Linked DNA regions of Mus musculus: region 1 is linked to region 2. Evidence: chromatin contacts called from public ChIA-PET data. All regions are on one chromosome and are shown on one strand. Each heading gives the region's core, a stretch centred on a gene start, on an enhancer-like site or on the middle of the called end of the contact. The rest is flanking DNA. Distances are from core to core; before and after follow the strand shown.

Region 1 (3,780 bases), core at 1,279-3,778, 91 kb before region 2:
CAGAGAGATTTTCCAGGATACTGCCGGAGAATCAGGAAACATCTTGTCTCTGAAGTCCAGCACTATTTACGCAGCAGAGGAGCCCTAAAGAGCTACCCACACTCTGTTCTCCAAACCTGATATAAACACACTCTTTACTTTACTCCCTTCCCAGACACATGCCCTCATGGTAAGTCTTGTCTTTCCCTGGCTTCAAACACCTAACATTTGAGGGGTTTATACATCATTCTCACACATCATCCATAGAACACTAAGTACTGACCTATGTACACAAAATCCTTACCAAGCAAGGCCTCCTTCAACCCTGGATAGTGGAGCTTCCTACAGCCCACTTTGCAAGTTTGATTTGCTCAAAATTATAATTATTGTATATCTAAATTCAGATGTATTCATTAATTTAAAATCTGGTTTGAGGGCTGATAATATGATCAGTTGCCTTGTAAGCACAAAACCCTGAATTTAACCCCATAGGACCCATGCAAAAAGGCTAAGTGTGGCCGCATGCTCTTATAATCGAGCACTGGAGAGGCAGAGACAGGTGGACCCCGGGGGTTCTCTGGCCAGGAGGCCTAGTCTAACTGGTGAGCTCCAGGGCAGTGAGAGACCTTGTATTAAAATGAAGTGGGCGGCCTTCCTGAGGAGCAACACCCAGGATGGTTCTCTGGCCTCTGCATGCATACATGATATACACAGGTATACTTGCATTAATAAAAAATAAAAATAAGTTAAAGTAGGGTGTCTCAAAGCCTTGCGCCTCCACTGACAAACAAGGAGACAGAGGCCTACTCTCCAATATCCTAGCTGGTGAGAGAGAAACAGTAGATAGAACAGTCAGTCCACTCTTTCAATGTGCAGTAGGAAACCTTGGCCCGAGGGCTCAAATTCTCTGAGGTCAGGAGACGAAGCCTATGTAAGAGGAAGAACATGATTTCTGAACTCATGGCACTGACCAAAACCAGCAAGTTCCAGCCATGCCTCTGTTACCTACCCTTCCATTCTTCAAGTCTTTGAAAGTCCTCACCCTCAGGCTTGCTCCTCTCCGCTCAAACATTTCCAGAAAAGCCTCTTTCAGAACAACCAATCTCAGGCGTTTCCCCTTCAGTTTTACTATTCAACTTTTTTTGATATCATGCTATTTTATATACAACTCGATTTGATGAGTTTCTTTGTGTTTTTTGTTTGTTTGTTTGTTTTTGTTTGTTTGTACATAAGGGACTCTGGGATCGCAGTATAGCATCAATAAATATTTGCCAATTATACATGAGGCCAACACAGGTAGATTTTAATTGTTTTGTAAACAGAACCCAAGGTTTATTCAAGTTATGATAGCTATTGGTTTGCTCAACTTACCCAACTGATCCGATCTAAGTCCTGCCCATGAGTACTTTTGTCCCACTGAGGGATTATAAGACTCTGACAAATAGGACTTTTTCCACAGGAAGTTTCTCTGGTATTCACTCAGCCCCTATAATGAAAAGTGCAATTTGAGCACAGTGTAGTGAAGAGGTGTTTTAGCATCAGAAAGAAAAACAAAAACAAAAAAACCTCAACCTCTGAAGAGTGTTCTTGAAAGGCCCAAGAATGAGAATTAAACCCCAGTCAAGCTCCTTAATAATAGCTAATATTTACCCAGCCCTGGGCTAAGTAGCCCCTTAATCCTCACAACCACCCGAGCCAGACAAGCCGGAGTCCCTCAATGAGGCTGCGCTATAACTGGTTCTCTGATTCCAAAGTGTGGTAACAAACCTAAGTCCTCACTAGAGGTTTATCCTAAATTCATCGAGTGCATAATGTTATGGCTTTTAATAAAAGGCAATTAGAGAAAGACGTGTTCCCCTCCCACTCTGTCTGGCAAGCACTTTAGAATTAAAGAGTCCGGGATTACAGAAACACTGTGGCCACCTGTTGCGTGGAAAGGCGTTAGACACAGACAGCTATCTGGAACTGTGAGCAAAACCTAAAGCAAACGTGCAACTAGCAGGCTGCACACCTACCCACGCTCTCCTTTTACTGGGGCCCGCTTCCCAAGCGTTTAAAAGACCCGCGCGCTTTAAAGTTTTGCAGGAAAGGAGCTGAATGCTATCGGCAAGAGGAACCACAGGTGTCCTACACCGACAGCAGCCTTTCGTCCCACTGTCAAGGGCCCTCCTTCCGCCTCCGCTCCTGGCGACCCCAGACTGACGCCGTCAGGCCCCCATCGAACTCTCCCCACCCGCCCCTCCGCGCTGGGCCACCGGCCGGAGCATCCTCCGCCCCGCACAGGCTCCGGCCAGGAGGCTCGGTACGGCACAGGCGCGTCACGCACCCACCCCGCGGCGTCCCCGCCACCCGCCGCCCAGCCCCCGGCCTCACCTTGAAGCGCACCGGCATGTCGCCCTGCGCTGCGGAGCCTGCCCCGCCGACAGTTAACGGGAGCAAAAGCCCCGAGGGGGCGGGACGACGCGACAACACTGGTTCCCTAGCAAGATCCTGGACCCGGCGTCCCCGACGACGCGCCGGCGCACTCCGCGCCGCCCTCCCGCCCCGCCTCTCGGCCTTGCTCCGCCCATTTTGAGGCCTAAAGACCAATGGCAGCCCTCACCGTCATTACGATTAGACCAACCAGCACTCGTAAGGGCACGGCCCCGCTCCCTAATGGCGGGCGAAGAGCTGGCCAATGAGGATACCGGAGCTGCGGTGGGCGGAGCCCGCGGGAGCTTTGTTCAGGAGGCTGCAGGCAGAGTCCCCGCAGTGCGCGCACCGCAGCCTGTCTGTGTAGTGTGGCCGGGCTCGGCAAGAGCCTACCTCACTGGTTCCAGCTCCCTGACATCACAGAACGTGAAAGTGTGCCTGGCATTCCAGAATGCACGACAGAACCCACAGTCTCTTTGTCCATAAAGGAAATTGCCCCTAGAGTACCCGGCTGAAAAGAAGTTGCTAAGGAGAGAAGCGTTACACGAGCCTTGGGTCAAAAAGGATAGGTCCAAAAATACATACGACCTAGGATGATTCAAGTAAAGTTTATTAAGACCGCAAAGCCAACTCATCCTTTTTAAAAATAAAATTCCCTCTGTACACCAGGCTGGCCTGGAACTCAAAGATATCTACCTGGCTCTGTCTCCATAGTGCTGGGATTAAAGGCATGCACCACCAGTCCCAACATTGGGCAGGCAGAGCCAGGGAGATCTCTGCCTGGTCTACAGAGTGAGTTCCAGTATCGGGCTACACAGAAAAACTCGGTCTTGAAAGAATAAATAAAAATAAAATTCCATTTGACTTTTATAGGTTATTGCCCATCGTGAAACACTGCTAATTCTGAAAGTCCAGAAAAAAAATTACCCAGACATGCTAAATACATTATTTAGTCGATCATAATATACTATGTCCTGGGCTCGCTTTCCAAGTGAGAGGCATGAATGGGAAGTTTGAAGCAGAGTGGTCCCTGAGGGTAGAGATGATTAGAAGAGGCTCAGGGGTAATTTTCAGACTTGGCCTTGAAAATTACAACTGCAAGAAGAGGAAGATAAGATGATCAAGGCAGACATATGTCTGGAGAGAAGGTTGCCGGGGTTCTTCTAGGAATAATGAATTTACCTTTGTCCTGTGTTGGGATGTTCCCATCAACCCTTCCCAGTCCCTTCAAGTGCTTCCTGCAGACTCCTCTTCTTGGCTCCTAATTGATGTCTCCGATCTTCTTCATTATCATGGAGATAATTTAAAAATTCATTTGAAGAAGCCACCTGATATCTAAAACAGAGAGAATATTAAATAAGACCCTGTGCTGCCATGCATCCAGGAGAC
Region 2 (3,415 bases), core at 425-2,924:
TCTATCTTTCTTTTTTAATGCTGACTAATTTGAATTGGCAATGCCTTCTTTCAGTGGGGTTAGATTCCTCTCTCCTATCCTAAATTCCGGACACCAATTTCCTCTCCGCCAACATCCTAAAGAGTATCAATTTCTTGGCCATCTTGCTTGAATATTTCATAGAGAAACAAATACATTCTTTAATTTTGTTACCTAATTTTTAAAATTACCCTGTTTTTTTTTAAATAAAATATCTTGGTAATCTTTTGACGTGTATTCATAAAGAGTATTGCCATTTTATGGCGACAGCATATTTCATTGTATAGGATGCCCATAATTTACTTAACTACTTCCCTGTTGACAAATATTTGCATTGTTTCAAATCTTCTGCTCTTACTGTAACACTGTGAGCATTTCAATCACTCTAGATAAATAAGTCTATAGAATAAATTCTGACAATGGCGTTCATGAGGTGAAGTATTCAAGATATACACAATTTTAAAGGCTGATTCCAAATAACTGTTCGTGAAGTTATACAAGTTTATTACCCCACTGGTAATGTCTGAGAACACCAATCTCCTCATATCTGTTCACATTTGACTTCCTTCTCACCATGCAACAGTGGTGCCCGACTTCAGGGTCCCAACTCTTTGGGAGTCAAATGACCCTTTCACAGGGTTCACCCTAGACACCAGAATATTTACACTATGAGATCTATACCACAATTCATAAAAGTGGCAAAATTACAATTATGAAACAGCAACAGAAATAATTTTATGGCTGGGGTCACTACAACCTGAGGAACCGTATTAAAGGGTCACAGCATCAGGAAGGTTGAGAACTGCTACCCTGCAACAGTAAAAATGACTATCTGGAGCAATTTGATTCCTAACTACAGCCGTATAAAGCTAGCTATCTCTTAATGTGTTTAACAAGGACATCCTCTTTTCTGTGGATTTTATTTTATTTTACACATTTTTCGCATTGGACTTGTGGCCTTTTTCCTATTAACTTATGAGAAAGTTCTATACATAAAGAAGATGAGACCTTGTTCACTAAACTGCAAATGTTTTCCGACTTCATATTTAATTTATGACTTTGTAATGGTACTTTAAAAAAAGGTGTTCTCTCTCTCTCTCTCTCTCTCTCTCTCTCTCTCTCTCTGTGTGTGTGTGTGTGTGTGTGTGTGTGTGTGTGTGTGTGTGTGTGTGTGTGTGTGTTGGTATGTTTATGTGGATGCCTGCAAGTGTCCACAGAAGCCAGAAGAGGTTGTCAGATCCCCTGCAATTGAAGTACAGGAGGTTGTAAGCCCACTGATGTGGATGCTGGACCTCTGCAAGAGCAGGCAAATACTGAACTGCTGAGCCATCTCTCCAGCCCCTATGTAGCTTCCTGCATTGCAGGAAACCGTATCCTCTGCTCACTTTCTGAAGCATCACACTGAATTGAGGTGAAAGAAGCTGAACCTTATTAGAAATGAGGAATGGGGCACAGCCAAGGAGGAACCACACCCTTCATGGTTTCTTCTTTCATTCGACACCATCACTACGTTCTGGTACTAATGCTGCCACAGAGCTCAGCCCGCTGACTAGACAAAAATCATCTCTCATGACATCAGCCACCACAGTCCAAAGGAAGACAGACTTCCTGGCTGAATCAGAGAGAAATTGATGCTCTGAGGTCTCCAAAGAATGCAGTGACCACAACAGATTTCCTTATTCTGAAGCTACCTCCTCAGACCATCCAATTATAAGAGTCCAAAGAATCAGCCTGCAGATGACTTGGTAACTGAATGAGCAAAGAAAAGAAAGAAGGGGGGAAATGACTAATGGAAATCACACTGCAAGCAAGGGGTGTGCCACACAGGACCCAAATTGCCGGCAGCAGATAAGCAAGTAACCTTGGAACCTTTCTCGAATGAGGGAGGAGGGAGCCCTTTTCAGAGGATCACATATCAAACGCAATACAGAGGCAGTGGTGGGAGGGATGATACTTCTGTTGTTATTGTTGTTGTTGTTGTTGTTAACATTTGTTTATTATTACATGTAAGTACACTGTAGCTGTCTTCAGACGCACCAGAAGAGGGCGTCAGATCTCATTACGGATGGTTGTGAGCCACCACGTGGTTGCTGGGATTTGAACTCAGGACCTTTGGAAGAGTAGTTAGTGCTCTTAACTGCTGAGCCATCTCTCCAGCCCCACGATACTTCTTTTAAGGGTTTAGGAAGAAAACTAAGCAGTTCTATAACAATACCAAGAAAATGGGCCAAGACTGTTTGCAAAAAGAATGTTTCCTGCATTTCTCAGCCCGATCTGTGGCGGTTTCGGAAAGCCACCAGCATTCTGTCTCATCTGAACCAATTCTGCTCCTGCCTTGTAGGATCCTGGGAGCCTTACCCTTGTTCACCACCTAGTCCAGTCCTCTACAGTCTATCGGCTCTCTGTGTGCTTCCTTTTTCTCCGACTGGCCTCTCTATATATAACTTTTGCGCTGGACCCTGGCAGCGCAGTCCCAAAACCTGGCAGAGCAATCTTCCCCATGCCTTGGCTTCCTGACCCACGTTCGGGCGCCTGTTCCTCCTGGAACACTGCCCTGAACTTCAGCCTCCTTGGCAAGGGCACCAGCAGCCCTGCCAGCATCCTGTTCCTCTCGGAGACAGGACAGAGTTCTTTTCCAACCCGGATGGTACTCCAGGCTCCTCTATGGTCACTCTTCTCTTCCTGAGCACCAACTGAATATTTCCATTTGCCATTGTTCCATCCGGTCCTAGTATAGATCTCCCTCCCTCTCCTACGTGGGAACTCACAGATACCTGTGTCAGCAAAATCAAGTCCCGATTCATCACACACCAACTCCACCCACTTTCAACCGTAAGTGTGTTTATTAAAAACAAGAAAATCGGAGGTCCAAAAACTCCAGGTTTGATTAATCCTGCAGCCCGCGGTTGTCATGAAGGATCTGAGACTTCTCTCTTGGCTCTGCTAAATGTGCTGCCTACTTTTCAGAGAGCTGCATAGCAGCGGACCTGATTGGGTTGGGAAAGTCTCCCCGGCACCCTAGGAACAATCGATTCATCCACTAGGAGATACTGGCCAGCCAGCTGCTGAGCTACTCATGGTGTGAGGGAATTTTGACTAGCATCCTGGCAGTATAATATCTAGAGACAGAAAGACATTTCTTGGAACGTCTGTTTTGGAGAGAGAGAGAGAGAGAGAGAGAGAGAGAGAGAGAGAGAGAGAGAGAGAGAGAGAGAGAGAGAGAGAGATTGAGATTTTTCTAGAAGCATCACAGCCCACCACATCCCCCTGCCATCTTGTCCTGGTTGTGTCCCGGTGTTAATGTTCTAGCCAAGACTGCCAAATGGATAGAATGACAGGTCCCCTGAAGAACATGAACAACTGCTGCCTCACTGTTTGTTGTGTGTTCTTTTAGGTG

Evidence for each region. ChIA-PET counts read pairs in DNA pulled down with a chosen protein or histone mark.
Region 1: an RNA polymerase II ChIA-PET map of memory CD8 T cells shows a contact between it and region 2, with 71 read pairs. The contact joins the promoter of Mdm1 here to the enhancer-like site in region 2. A contact is called at or near these places in 2 of 39 promoter capture datasets (HPC-7-derived erythroid cells and neutrophils), 1 of 15 datasets of contacts at CTCF or cohesin (the NIH/3T3 cell line), 6 of 484 Hi-C or Micro-C datasets (B cells, the BV-2 cell line, the N1E-115 cell line and 3 more), 6 of 115 datasets of contacts at active chromatin or transcription factors (bone marrow-derived macrophages, effector CD8 T cells, embryonic stem cells and 1 more) and 4 of 9 other capture datasets (adipose tissue, embryonic stem cells, liver and 1 more).

The regions. Positions count from the first base shown.
Region 1 is chr10:118,140,535-118,144,314 of GRCm38.p6, reverse strand. Mdm1 (transformed mouse 3T3 cell double minute 1) reads right to left here and starts at 2,528. Exons shown (of 14, transcript NM_148922.3): 1 at 2,353-2,528; 2 at 1,351-1,465. The coding sequence starts at 2,370.
Region 2 is chr10:118,048,665-118,052,079 of GRCm38.p6, reverse strand. All of the region lies in intron 1 of Gm32663 (a long non-coding RNA gene), which reads right to left. Among named protein-coding and RNA genes, the nearest start is that of Gm32663, 37 kb to the right of the region's middle. Within about 2 kb of position 1,674, at least 96 of the 459 cell types and tissues checked have an H3K27ac peak or open chromatin away from gene starts, as enhancers often do. A contact at or near this core is called in Th1 cells, adipose tissue, bone marrow-derived macrophages and 3 more, where this site is marked.